Regions from separate parts of the Mus musculus genome. Here region 1 is linked to region 2. Evidence: chromatin contacts called from public Hi-C data. All regions are on one chromosome and are shown on one strand. The core of a region is the stretch at or near the end of the contact, and the rest is flanking DNA. Distances in the headings are between cores, read along the strand shown. Region 1 overlaps Ctnnd2 (catenin (cadherin associated protein), delta 2). Region 2 overlaps Ctnnd2 (catenin (cadherin associated protein), delta 2).

Evidence for each region. A called contact is a pair of places that touch in the nucleus more often than the background predicts.
Region 1: a Hi-C map of cortical neurons shows a contact between it and region 2, with 5 times the contacts expected there. The contact joins two enhancer-like sites. A contact is called at or near these places in 1 of 484 Hi-C or Micro-C datasets (cortical neurons) and 2 of 115 datasets of contacts at active chromatin or transcription factors (VIP interneurons and astrocytes).

What each region holds. Positions count from the first base shown.
Region 1 is chr15:30,688,888-30,696,127 of GRCm38.p6, reverse strand. The region is part of intron 9 of Ctnnd2 (catenin (cadherin associated protein), delta 2); the gene reads right to left. Gm41283 (a long non-coding RNA gene) reads right to left here. Exons shown (of 2, transcript XR_875095.2): 1 at 1-7,240. Among named protein-coding and RNA genes, the nearest start is that of Gm41283, 9.0 kb to the right of the region's middle. Within about 2 kb of position 2,272, at least 58 of the 459 cell types and tissues checked have an H3K27ac peak or open chromatin away from gene starts, as enhancers often do. A contact at or near this core is called in cortical neurons, where this site is marked.
Region 2 is chr15:30,270,457-30,278,289 of GRCm38.p6, reverse strand. The region is part of intron 1 of Ctnnd2 (catenin (cadherin associated protein), delta 2); the gene reads right to left. Among named protein-coding and RNA genes, the nearest start is that of Gm31953, 100 kb to the right of the region's middle. Within about 2 kb of position 1,384, at least 13 of the 459 cell types and tissues checked have an H3K27ac peak or open chromatin away from gene starts, as enhancers often do. A contact at or near this core is called in cortical neurons, where this site is marked.

The DNA.
Region 1 (7,240 bases), core at 1,023-3,522, 420 kb before region 2:
TCTTCTACCCTGATAAGATATTCATGACTGAACTTCCTGAGGGGCATCTATCTGATGGGAGACAGACCAAATGCTTCACCCGGATGGTGAAGATTGCCCATGCAGGAAGTGTCCATGTCTAGACTGAGTGATATCAGAGTGGCGAGAGATGCTACTGCTAAGATGCAATCAGAGGAGACTGGATGAGGTCATTTCACTGGGACTGATGACAGTCAAGGGCATGGCATGAGGACAAAGAGTGAAACAAAGCATTATAGAAATGATAAGGCTCTAGCAAGGATAAGTAATCCTGAGATAAAGAGTTCAAAGCTCCCTCATCAGACTGAGAATGGTTCAATTGGAGAAAAATGAGATATTTAAAGGATTTGGCTAGGGAAAGGGAGATGGGAACATATAAACCTTTGAAAGGCAAGAAAAAAATTTAGTAGGAGAAAACTACCTTTAAAGTCTATATTCTGATATTTTAAATGGTGGGTTTACATTTGATGGGTCATAATATGAATTTCATGGGACACCTGGCTTCTCAAATTCAGACATTTTATCACTTAAGAAACACTCTGAGTCTATAAAAATAAAATAATCCTAATATTTTATTCTGGCACAACACAGCAATAGAATGTCAGGCACATTTAACACGGCCCAGTCAGAGTGACATCTGAATGCTTTTGTTTGGTTCCTGGAATAAACTGGGTGTGGCGTCTGAAAGGTGTTTCTGATAGAGTCGGTGACGATGGCAATCACATGCACAGCTCTCATTTTGGGGTCTGGTTAGAATGCAGACCATGGTGTCTGAGGCATGGAGTAAGGGCCTGGGATTCTAAATTTCCCACCAGCACCTATGCTCTGATCCACACACTAGAACGCAAGCCTCTAGGTGCTAGTAAGTTTTGCCCACTCTAGAACTTGTTTGAGTAAAATAATATGTTTTAATGCAAAATTCAAAATTTTAAATTTTAAGTGATTTTAAGTGATGAAATGACCATTAGTTTCTAGAAATCAGTTTACTTCTATTGCTGGGCATGCCCATGTATCAGGATCATTTACATACATGCACAAAGACACACAAATATATATGTATATACATGGAAAACTATAAAACTGCCCATTTTCAAATCTCATTTTATAGAACCTTTATATTCATTTTCAAATTTTATAAAGTTGATAAATAGATCTATATTGACCTGCATATTGCATTTTAATTTTATACTTCATGAATCTTCAGGAAACCACATCTATGTGGAAAAGTGTTGGGCCTGCTAGACCGGCCCCTCTTTGGCCTTCCTAGAAAAGATATCACAACCACAGTTCACTCTACCTTGATCCTTCAGAGCACAGCTCTGTAGCTTCCTACAGAGTTCCACCACAGCTGAAGACTTTCATCCTCACACTGCCCAAAGAGACCTCTGCAAAGCATCAGGCAGATAATGCAAGCTCTGAAAAACCTCTCTCCAGCTACACACCATACCATCACCATCATGGCTGCTCACTGAAGATCCTATCCCAGCTTAGGCTGTGGTGATAAAATGCTAGCTCCTGAATGCCATTCACAACCTAACACAAATTTTCCCACTGGTCTGGAAACTGGGGCCCAAGGTCAAAGTGCTGGGAGGTTTTCCTCCTTCAGAGGCCTCTTTCCTCAATTTGCAAGTGACTGGATTCCCAGTGTCTGCATACAGTCTTGCAAGTCCGTCCTGTGGGGTGAGGGCCTCAACCCAGGGGTGTCAGTTTATCTTTAATCACCTGCTTGGAAACTGTTTCTACACATTGTGAGTCTAGCAGTTAAGACTTCATCATAGGAATTTAGAGGATGGTATTGCACCCATGACATATCTCTTGAGCAAGATTGAACCCCGGGTGCTGGAGAGTTCTGCACATAGAAGACAGACTAGAGGCCTAAGGCAGAGCCCAATCTTTAGCCTAATGGCCCCAGCAAGTAGAGCCAAAGAGAGGAATGGGAGGGAGGTAAGGGTGAGGGGCAAGGTGGCAGAGCAGGGCAGGGGGGCCTAGACCTCTCACCACAGGCAGTGAGGCCCAGGGCAGGCTGATTCCATCCACAGTGCCATTCTCAGAGATCCTGCCCGGTTTCCAAAAGCTTCTATTGTATCTGAGCCTGTGAACTGGTTTTCAATGAGGCCCTCCTGGCTGAGGCTGCTGGGCCCATTTCCTGTCTCTTTCATACCTCTCTGGAAACTTAACAACAAGCTCCTATTGAGCGAGCTTGCCACAGTGCATTCTCATTCCCTGCCACTTGTAAGTGTTCGCTGTGCAGAATGAGCGAATGCAGCACATTACACACAGGCGCTTCATCCTGGAGCATGGGCCGGAATGGCAAGTGCACAGGCCTGGCCCAGGGGCTGAAGGACTTCTTCTGCACTGCCCAGTTTGCCTCCCTTCTCAGTAACCAATGATGTCAGTAATAAAGCTGGAACTGCATTGCAATTTTGAAGAATGCAAATGTATTCTTTCTGAGGATTTGGTGCCTTGCCCTTGGGGTTAGAGTTCTGTTTAAAAGCATCCAGACAGACATAGGTCTGATTTGTGTGTGTGTGTGTGTGTATGTGTGTGATGTTTGTGTATATATATCTGAATGTGTTTTAAGTGTCTCTGTGTGTGTGTGAGAGTGTGTGTATATATGTGTTATGTTTGTGTATATGTATCTGAACATGTTTTGAGACACTGTGGATATTTGTGTAAATATGCCCACCACGGTATTTTACACATTACTCAGGGACACACAGTATTTGTCCTGCTAAAGCTCCATTTGCAACACTGACACCGTCATTTTCCTGATACTTTCCATCTGATTCATGACAAATTTAAATGTGTCAACCTTTCAGTCGTTCTCAGGACAGAGGACAATGAGCACATTATGAGGCGCTGATGGAAACACAACAACTCACCTAAAGATGCCCAGGCATTACAACAATGCAGAGCCCTTCAATGGCAGAAGTGCTCCACTGCGACCAACTTCATCTACCTGAGTGAGCTGTTTTCTAGCAACACCAGGCCTGGCTTGAGCCACGGCAACATCTTTGTGAAGAGACAGGAGAAGAGTCCTAATGGCTCTTGGGAGAACAGGATGCCTTCCTATTGGATTCCTTGATGTTGGTTGCAAGCTTCAGGGTTGGGGGCTTTCATGGTGACCTGGTGCCTCATCCTCGGTATGACTGCAAACAAACTGAGTCAGGGGCTGGGGCTCTGAAGCCAGCAGGCAGCACGAGGAGGACTGACGTTATTAAACAGAATTATATGCTGCATAGCATAAGCAGTGACTAAGGGTGATTTTAAATAAAAATGTAAGAGCTAAGTCTTCAATTACATTTCTACTCAAAGTTGATAGGAGTTTAAGCATGACTGTTTCCTGTGTACTTCCTAGTCACTCTTTCGCCACATCATTTACTTGATGCACATGTCTTTCGGTATCCAAAACAGCGCCTGACCGTTCGCTCAGTAAGTCTTTGCTGAGTAAAATCACAAAATGCCCAAAACTGACTCTGATAAAGATGCTTAAGTGGTATGAACAACTCTCAAGTGGTGTGAATAAGTGTTTTTGTTCTCTAGAATAATATGGCATCTAATTTTAAAAAGCTACTTTACGCTCATTCTTTAACATGGTATTGTGGTTATTATAATTAGGAAATATGTTATTACAGTATGTTTATAGAACTTAGTGGCCCATTTGAGGAGCAGTGCAAAGCAGCAATGCTGTGGTAACCTACAGAGAAGTGGCTTCTACAATTTTCTATGAGGTGGCGGGAGGCACAGCTTGGAAACTGTTACAGTCAGGATCCACCTCATGACCCATTCTCTCTCTGGCTTCCTTGTTCTGCCCCTAGGTAGGCTTCTATTTAAAAGAAGCAGTGCCTGGCCAGCATTTTGTTGCCCGTTACCCTGTGAGTGTGCATTTATGCATACACATCAGGATCTGTGTGTATGCATGTGTGTGCACATATATGTACAGGTATGTGGGTACATGTCAGACCCTGTGTATATACATGTGTGTGCACATATGTGTACAGGTATGTGGGTACATGTGGAGGCAAGACATTAGGTGTCTGTCTCAATTGCTGTACTCCTCGACGTTTTAGTCATTCATTCATTCATTCATTCTTCATTCATTCATTCATTTGTGTGTGTGTACTTGGTGCTTGTATAACTTTTTGTGCAGCTTGTGAATACAAATGCTCGTGCACACCTATGGATATTGGATCCCCTAGAAGTGGAATTAATGACGACTGTCAACTGCATGATCTGGGTGTCAGAAATGGAGCGTGAGTCATCTAGAAAGCCAGTTAGCATTCTTAACCACTGAGCCATCTCTTGTTGTGTGCCTTTTTTTTTTTTTTTAATAATAAGATAAAGTCTTTCACCGAATCTAGTACTCACCAATTTGGCTAAGCTGGTTTGTCAGCAAGTCCCAAGTATCCTCCTGCATGCCTTCCCAGTGCTGGACATCCCACCACATCCAGCTTTACAGAGAGGTTTTGTGCATAAGAGCTCAGGACCTCATGGTTGTACATCTAGCGCTTTCCTGGCTGAGCTGTATCCTACCAGCCCCTTTGATTACCTTTCTGTCATTATAAAATATACCGAGATTTTACCATTCTAGTTATTTCACAGCTAGTGTTATGAAGCACATTCACAAGTTCTGTGCAAACCTTTCATAACACAATTTTAGTATATCCTCATTCCAAACATAGAGGTTCTGGTCATTACATATTAACTATCATTATGACACACCCCCTAATCACCAGCATTCTAGCTTATGGCTCTGTGAATTTGGTACTGCCTTATGGAGTGTACCTACTGAACAATCTGCCATCTTACACTGGGCTTATTTCACTAATAATGTCCTGAGCTTCATCGATATTATAATGTATCTATACTTCTCCAATCCATATCAATATTGAACACTGTGTGCATATTCTTTCTGTATTTGGTTGGTCCATTTGTGTTTTGGTGAACATACAGGTTGTGTCAGCTTCTTTACTATTCCCCTTTTCAATAGCAGAAAATAAAGGAGAGACACTGAAATCAAAGGTTGATGGTTGGCAGAGAAGTGACTCAGTTCAGTCTGACAGCTCACCCTATGACAGAAACCTGCAATCACTATAGTTATTACCTCATGGTGTCTTTGCATGGGAACCCACGACAAGGGGCATCAGAGATAGTCATCTCAACTCCTCCATGCCTGAGAGCTAAGCTGGCAGATCCAGAGGCTCGACTGGAAGCTGACCTTCAAATTGGGCTCACAGCCCTGCCTGTGTGTCCCTAGAATTCTGATTTTCTTTCTGTTTTCCCAACCCACAAACTTCCTCCCTGCATAATTCTGCTATGCACACAAACTCAATTGAATTGAACATGGACAACGGTGATAAAAGACAAAAACAACAGAAGGCAGTGCTACCGAGAGTCATGTGGGATGCTTGCTATCTCCAACTTCATTGCTGTTAATTTTATACAGTATGGTACACATGGATATAGTTTTTTTGGAAATGATTAAAAGTAAATACTGATTTTAGGGAGAACATAAGATATATTGAGAAGAAATATTCTACTTCTACTCATTATTCATCAAGAATACTCAAAACAGGGCTGGTGAGATGGCTCAGTGGGTAAGAGCACCCGACTGCTCTTCCGAAGGTCCAGAGTTCAAATCCCAGCAACCACATGGTGGCTCACAACCATCCCTAATGAAATCTGATGCCCTCTTCTGGAGTGTCTGAAGACAGCTACAGTGTACTTACATATAATCAATAAATAAATCTTTAAAAAAAAAAAAGAATACTCAAAACAGTTTATTTAGGTAAAGCAAATAAAAGGCCAGATTGCACTTCTTCACACACTCAGGGGTGGAGATATTCATATATATATGAATGCCTTAAAGTGCGTTTACCGCTCCTGTCTTCAGAAAAGTGATTGCTCCCTCAATGTGGCTTTTAAGTCAGTGGTTTCCAAACATTCTATCTTTAACCAACTTTTTTTTTTCTACAAGACTACTTTTATTCTATTGAAACACCTGTCCTACATTCAAAGTCATTTCATGTCTCTCTTCCAGGTGTCTTAAATGACTGGGGATGCTTCAGGGCCATGTAAAAGAGTGGCCACTCTCTGTTGGTACCCACAGAGCTTTCAAAAATAAACTGATGTGTGGAGTCAAAAAATACTGGGGCTCATCCAGCTAACTTTGAAAGTCAGGAGACCCACCCCTAGCAGCACCTTTTAGTACACAGAAGCTGCATGTGGCAGCATGAAAGCTGTGCTTCAGGGATTCTTACAAGTGGCCTGGTTATCACAGTGTGAGACTCTTCAATGTGTGTCCTATGCCTAAAGGGGCTCCCAAGCTGGGAGCTCAGCTCCAATATGGACGTTTAAACAACAACTATGGGCAAAGGACAAAACACATATGGAAGAGTCTTAGGAAATTGAGAGGGTGATTTGGCAAGGATATGAGAATGTTCTTTCCTTCCTCCCATTAAGGCTTCATTTATATAAGTGTGCCCCACTGCTATACCTGATGCTCTTTCTTACTCGTTCTGCCTCCATTTGTGTGTGTGTGTATGCATGTATATGTGTGTATGTATGTATGTATGTATGTATGTATGTTTGTTTGTTTGTAGTCTTCTTAACACATTTACTACCTGATAATGCACATCTACTGCAGCCCATTCAAGTGGTTAGGATGATGCTCAGTAGATGGAAGATTTTTAGTTACTGGTCTTTTCAAGTTATGTCATGCACAGTAGAACTTCACACTAAAATGTACTGTTCTGTGAATGCTAATCTCTCTGCCAATGCCAGAACCTCCAAATTAATGACCTTAATTCACTGCAGAGTTTTCCAATAGGCAATGGAAATTAATTGTCACTGATTAACAACTGACAGTCAGCTACTACATGTCTGGCAATGACAAATACTTTGAGGGTTCCATTTTTGTGGACAATTAAATGTTTGATGCAAGATGGTAAAGAAAAGCGACTTATGACATTAAGTGACACACCAGAGCAGTTTGTGTATGATAGAATGAGGGGAATTCACATCTTCACTTGTGATGGAATAACAAGGTGGGTGGAGAGAAAATATTATCTCAGAATTTTGCTTTAACCTTTCCACCTAAAGCCATCTCTATGTCTTCTTTCTTCTGTTCCAGAAGAACATTATCTTTCTCTTGACTCAAAAACAGCTGAGTAGTTCCCCACACTAATTCTATTATCATGAAAACTCATCATGCACTCAGTTG
Region 2 (7,833 bases), core at 135-2,634:
GTCAGAAGCAGGAGCTGATGCAGAAGCCATGGAGGGATGTTACTTACTGGCTTGCTTCCCCTGGCTTGCTTAGCCTGCTCTCTTATAGAACCAAGACTACCAGCCCAGAGATGGTCCCACCCACAAGGGGCCTGAAACCCTTGATCACTAATTGAGAAAATGCCGTACAGTTGGATCTCATGGAGGCATTTCCTCAACTGAAGCTCCTTTCTTTGTGATAACTCCAGCTGTGTCAAGTTGACACAAAACTAGCCAGTACAATTGCTATTTCAATTATGTCTTCCTCGCTTTTGAGAAACAGCACACCTGTCAGATCCAGTTCTTCCCATTTGTCATCCACTTGGTTTTCTTTTAAACACTCTCCCTACATCCTCTAGTTAGTTTATGGCTGATTTTCAACTCCACTGCTTTGATTTTCCTATCTGTATTTAATTACTACAGAAATTCTGTCTCATTTTCATTGTATATTATTTTACTTACTATATTTCTCTTTTCTATGTTACAGTGAAGGTTCTGGTTACTTACTGGTTACTCTGTTTATTATTTCTGTGTCACAGTGACATAGATTATCCAATCTCCAAACTTATGCTGTCATGACATCTTGAAAGTATGAGTTTAATTTCAAAACACTTATTTATCTCCTATGGCTTTTGTTAAGACTTCTCCTACATCATTTTGACTTATTGCTTTATCTTCAATGCACTTATTTCCTCTTGGACAACATGTATACATTTTGAAAGATTTAATGTATTATATTATACATTGGTTCTATAATTCTGGAATACTCACCTTTCTTTGTCTAGATATTCCCTTGGCTAAAGAATGGAAAATTATGTTTTATAGGGTCTAATAATATCTGTGTAGATAATAAGACAGTGTGCAAATAGTATGGTAGATAACAGATACTATTTCTGTGCCAGACAAGTCATCATCTTTTAAGGGACATGAGTTTGAAAGCATACTTTGCCTCATTGTCTTAAACAATATGCAAACAGCAGTGCTTACATTCCAAAGTTGACAAAAAAATGTACTTCCTTACATGTCACCACTTGTCAAATTATTCCAACATGGCACTGGCTACCAGGATAAAGCTCATCATTTCAGAACTATGGATTTCCAAGAGTGACTATGTATGACTGCATCAGATGAATGAACGCTTCTTAGTCCCATGTGTAGTTTTGTTTTCAAACTGAATGGCAATGTCAAGCCAATGGGTCAATATGATGATAAAGTAATATAAAGCATGGGTAAATGCTGCCGCACCATTGACACTGAGTAAGTATTTCTTGGGTGTAATATAAGTCTTCATGTAAGGAGCTGCACTACTAATTTTTCTGTCCTTATTTGGATCGTTTTCAGATGAGTCAGAGGCAAGGGTACTTTTGGCACATTGTGGCTGAAAGATACCAGGGTGCTGACTCATGGGAACCACATGGGATTAAAAGTGCTTCCTGGTATAAACGCTGGAAGATTTTTTTCCTTCACACCTCATGTGAATGTAATATACTTGCTATGGTGACCAAGGACTCGTGTGACACCTATGAAGGGTATCTGTAAGTCCCTGAGCCTGTTAGCACAATTACTGAAGAGAAACAGATCAACATAAGAACCTCTAATATATTCCTTCACACATGGGATATTTGCTGTGTCCTGTCTTGTGACTGAATAACAAAGGGCAGAGGGGCAGATGTCGTACTTTTAGCCCATTGATGAAGCTTTTATAACTATGCTTTCATTGTGTTCTTCAATATGTGAAAGAGTGATTGATAAAAATGATGCCAATTGAAATAATTAAGCAACGACGGCTCCTTTGTAAAGCAAAATAATAGCACCTCCTCATAATAGTTTCAAAGCTTTGGAATCCTGAACAGCCTCATCTCAAATTGAGTCTTACATCAGAAGACCAAATACAAAGCACTAGACACCTAACAAGCTATATTTATAACCCATGTAAACATCGTACGATTCCCATCTCCTACTCAGTGTGTTCCGAAAGCACTGCCGCTAACACTCCACAGTGTGAACATTTCTAATGAGGAGGCGCAGACACTGTTTCATGACTGTTTCTTGAGGATCATCTTTACATCCACCTGTGATAAAGAAAGAATGGATTTAAGGATCTCATCTCCTACAGCAATAATATAAGGCTTAGGCACATTCGGGGCTGCTTTTCCACAATTATCTTTTCACAATTGTATTTCTCCAAATGAGCACATTCATTTGTTGTTGTTGTTGTTCCCTGTGTTCAATAGCACGCTGGCAGAATGTCTTGCCAGCCGACAGGTACCAGTTAAGCCTGGCGCTTCTGTGTAAGCATGCACAGTGGTTGCATTCTCTGAGCCAATACAGAACAAGTGTATTAATGAGAAAATTCCTCATCACCTAGGGTAACCGTGATGACTACATTTACCAAGCACACAGCACCAGACTGACAGTACAAAACAACAACAGAAAAGCCTTTTCTTCAGTAGTTAGCAGCTTAACTGAGTAAGAACAGAAACTGTAAAATGAAGGCTTTGAGTTTTTCTTATCTATGATAATTCAACAATTACCGTTTCCAACTGTACAATGCAACCATGATTGGCACCCTCCAGGGGTGCAATGGGAACTCCATAGGCAGCAATCAAACTTATTTTCTTTTGGCATCTGCTTATAGGAACTTAACTGTACTATGCAGGAAGAACTTGGACCTTCACTGCACATGTGTTAGTATAAAAATAGTCCAGAAAGATAATCAACCTACAATCTGTAAAGCCAGAGAAGTTAGATATAGAGGAAGGGATGACTAGAGAGGAAACCTAGATCTCCTGGGAGGGAAAAATAGAATAGATTTTAAAAGTGGACTGGAGGCAGAGGAGGGGAAAGGGGGGCAACAAGATGGGGGGAGAGGGGGAGGAGAGAGGGATGAGGGAGGGAATGCAGGGAGAGACAGCTGGAATTGGGCATTTGAAGAATGCTATGGAAGCCTAGTGCAGTTGACACTTTCATAAAATTTGAAGGTGCTTCTAATGAAGTCTCCTAGTAATGGGGTAGATGGAGTCTCAACTGGCCAACTCTTTTCACCAAGCAAGGTTTCTATTACAGTGATTGGGTTACATCTAATTGAGTTGCTGGCCAAGGCAGGGGTCACATGGAAATTCCCCAACAACCCAGGCTATTGCCAAGACAATGGGTTGATCTCCACAAACTGACAACTGTGCCTGTGGCTGAGGACAACACTCACACAATTCACTGAAAATGAAGAAGTCAAGCCAGTGCCAAAATGAAGTTTTCACCCCTATATCCTAGCGTCTATGGTGTGGACAGGTAATCGGCAGGCTACCAAAACAGAAATATAAGCCCATCGACAAAAAGCTTTGTTCTAAAATGATGTCCTGGCTAAAAGATATGCTAGGACAATGTGGCACAGAACTTGAGGTACAACCAATCAATGTCTGATTTGCCTTCTTGTCCACTCCACGAGATGGAATCCATACTCAAGACTGGTGACAAACAACCAGAGACCAGATAGCACAGATAACCTGGGTAAAACCAATCTCTACTGCATTTTTAAAATGGTATCAATAAAATGACTCCTGACGATATTCTACTATTCTCATAGATCAGTGCCTTCTTCAACCATCATCAGAGAAGCTTCCCCCTGTAGCAAATGTAAACAGATGCAGAGACCCACAGCACAGCCAGATATCACACACACACACACACACACACACGCACACGCACACACAGAGAGAGAGAGAGAGAGAGAGAGAGAGAGAGAGAGAGAGAGAGAGAGCGCTTAAACTCAGGGAACCTCAAAGAAGAGGAGACAAAAAGAGTTTAAGAGCAAGAGTGGATGGAGGACACCAGGAAAACAGGGACCTCATTGCCTAGCCATGCCTTGATGTGATGGTTTTTGTTTTCTTATATTTTATCATGTCATGTATTGCTGTTTTCTCTTAGAAGCCTATTTTTTCTAATGAGAGATAGAGGAAATAGATCTAGAGAGGTGGGGTGTCGGGAAGAACTGAAAGAAGTAAAGGGAGAGGAAACTTTAAACAGGATATATTGTATGAGAAAGGCATTTATTTTCAATTAGAAAAGCACTGTTTTAGTATCAAAATAAATGTAATCCTAAAACATCAAATAAGTAGGTAAGAATGAGTAATTCTCAGTTAAACTCAGTTACCCAGAACTATATATTAATATTTTCCATTAAAAAAAATTCCGTGATTAATCATATATTATGTGAAACATAAAAAATATGCTTATGCTAACCTGGCAATTTGAATAATTTACTCCAGATTTCTGTAATCCCATTTTTTTTATTGCATCACATACACCTATGTATTTATTGCAAGATCTTATAGAGTGTATAATTTATTAATTTAATATAATTAAATTATAATATCAGCTGTTATACAGCAATCTAATACATGGCTTTACATTAATTTCATTTTTGAAAATAATTTCATAAAATATATTACTATGTCAGCGTCTCCTTCCCCAGCTCCTCCCACTTCTACACTCACCCAATTCCATGCCCAGTCTCTCCTCTGTCTGTGTGTGTGTGTGTGTGTGTGTGTGATTCTGCCTTCCTCCCTCCCTCCCCTTTCTCTTTCTCAAAACAAGCACAAAACAAATACAAAAAAAACAGAAATAAACCTAAAAAATCAAGTGTGTGTGTGTGTGTGTGTGTGTGTGTGTGTGTTGTATGCATGTGTATGTGTGTGCTGAATACACTTATCTCAGTGGTTGTTGGGAGAATGTGCTCATAAACTACTTAGAGGCATCTCTAACATAATGAACACAAGCATTAACTGCCACTATGACTCTGAATTTCATCATTAAGATGCTATCCTAAACAAAGAGGTGGTCACTCCTCTCATCCCACTATTATTACATAAGCTATGATGGGATGGGGAAAATGGAGCGAATTGTAATTACCTTTATGTGCTCAGGTCATGGGTGATACTATTCATGCTGCCCTGGCATTTTTAGCCCCCAGATAAATACACATTAACTTATAGCAGAATATGCACTTAAGGCCTAAGAAACTACACTTATACTCTCTCCTTGTAAACGCTATCTAATGATAATAATATGCACATGAATTTAAATAGTAACCATTCAGAACTTTTTGCTGAGAATCAATTCTACCCTGCCCTCAAACTTTGATTCTATCGGTGCTTATGGTTTTAAAATGTTTTCTGTTTCTGTGGTTTCCACTCATTACCTCCACATCTCTCCATAACGTACCGAGAACAAAGATATTCATGCTTTCCAGTTGGATACTGTCCTTTGACTTCCCACTTAGATAACTGCAAATTCAGTTTTCCTTTTCATCTGCCTCCCAAGCTTTGTTACTGACAAAGTCTTTATATTTCTTGGTTTTTAAATGTTTTAAATAAGTCTGTGGGCTTAGAGATTTCACCACGTGTAGGGAGCAGAGCCCAGAGAAATAAGAGTATGTAATATACCTAAAAGGTATGAGATGTGGCAGCCCTAACTGGCAATCTTGGAAACATTTATCTGCTATTAATATAACCCAGGAACTGTTAACTAGAAGAGCATAACAAATTTAAGCTTGTAAGGCCATCTCCAAAATAGTGGGTCTCCATTGTGAACTTTGTCTGTGCTTAGCTGCAGTAATGGAGGCATACTGACTGCTCCTGTCCATGCCATTCCCAGGGCCCAATGTGTTGTGGGAAATATTAAAAAGAACAGCAAGTTCCAGCGCTACACTGAGCACCAGTGAGCCACATGGTTCCAGCAGGGTGTTCCCAGCTTGGCAGACACTCTGGCCTGGAGCCCCGAGATGACTCCACCCAACTCTTTAAGTTCCCTTGGTGGGCCACTGCCTTACCAACCCCATGCAATGGCCGCCCACCTAGCGGTTAGCTGTCAAAATTCCCAGTAACCCAGGAAAATCAGAACTCTAGAAGCTTGTAATTAATCAGTCAGATTTATATATCAATAAATTCTCAACTCACAAGATGCCCACACAATAATTTCAGAGCCAACTGATGATGATACAATCTGCCCACCTAGATTAAACAAGTTATCCCATTTATTCTATCCCTATATAATATTATAGCTACTGGCGGCTATTTAAAGCCATGGGGAAACCGAATCTTCCTGTTTGTCCTCCATTCTCCTCCTCCTCTTCTCCTGTGTTGCTCTCTGTCTCTCAACTCTTAGCTCCACCTCCCTTTTCCCTGTCCAATCACAGGCTTCTTGTTGTATAATAACTGAATCAATTGAACAGGGAAAATCCTGCTATATCAATGGACCAAAAGGAATACAGGACATTGCTCTACTCTCTAACAAAGATTAAAATAGACATTGTTATTCAATCTCTAAGCCCACAGACTTAATTTGATCATTCATTAGTTTGTTTGAATAAGATGTGGATCTCTTCCCAGCAATGTTTTTCACCCTTGTTTCCTTCTCAGTCCTAAAGAAACGTGGGAAAGAGCCTATCTGTCATACTGACTGTGTGTCAACAAATCGCAGCAGACGTAGCACACCCCGACTGCAGTGTCATAGGGAAGCTTGGGTGGGATCTCCTAAGCAGTGAGGCCAAAGGAACTCTTACCTGGCCCTCCAAAGTGATTCTCCCGAAAGGTCTGGGAGCAAAAAGCCCTTCCTTTCCTTGCCCCAATTGTGACACTCTCATTAAATTTCAAACATTGAAAACGTGATGTGCAGATTTGAAGTTGTGACCCTAGCTAACCATATTTCATTCACATATTGACAAGTAGCTAATGAACACCCACCACCTGCCGGATGATGTCTGAGCAGAACACGCCCTCTTCTCCAACCCCTCCAGTAGCACAGACAGACTCTGCCCACGCTGACAGTCTAGAGAGGGTGCGGAGATATAAACAGGCAATTACAACCTTGCGAAACATGAACTGAGATCAATTATTACTCAAACTAGCCCCAGCTCCCACAGGGAATTCTTTCTTTTGGAATCAGCTCCTCTCAGGATTTTTCTGTAGCTCTGGGTCTTCAGTTTCATGCCAACTGTTCAGTGGTGTTATTCATAGCTGCCAGAACTTGAAGTCTGTTACAACAACGTGGTTTCTATTCTAATTCTCTCCTTCCAGCTGGTCTGTCGACCACCTCGGATGCACCTGCCTCTGTTTTTCTCCAGCTCTCTAGCAGAGACCCAGACACTGAAAAAAATATATATAAATTACAGTCACTCAAGTCTTAGACATATGTAGCAAATTTCTGCATTCGCTTTAACCATGGTAACATTACTCTGTGCCTCATCATGAACATTTCTTTTCTTTTTTCTTTTTTTTTTCTTTAGTAAAATCAACTACTTTAAAAAAAAAGAAAGAACCATGGTTTTATTTCATTTTATTTCTTGTGTACAGGTGTTCATCCTTCATTGATGACTGTCTGAATACTACATATGTTCTAGGCATTTGCAGAGGCTAGGAGAGGGCTTTGGATTCCTTGAGACTGAAGTTACACATGGTTGTGACCCACCATGTGTGTGCTAAGAAATGAACTCATATCCTCTGGAGAAACAACTTGTGTTCTTAACTGATGATCTGTCTCCCGAGCCCAAGATGAACTATTAAATTTCACCATCTATAACCTCCATGCTCTGTGTGTCTATGGGAATCCTTGAAATTACATGTGGTCCCATGTGCAATTGTTTCTGTATAAATATAAAATTATCATTATCTAACTCATAGTAAGGTCTCAAGTGACATATGAAATCAATTAACAAGATTTATATCTTTCATTCTGTACAAAATCAATTCAAAATGGATCAAAGACTTATATGTGTGATCTGAAATCCTGAAGTCACAAGAGAAAAACATAGGCAAAACA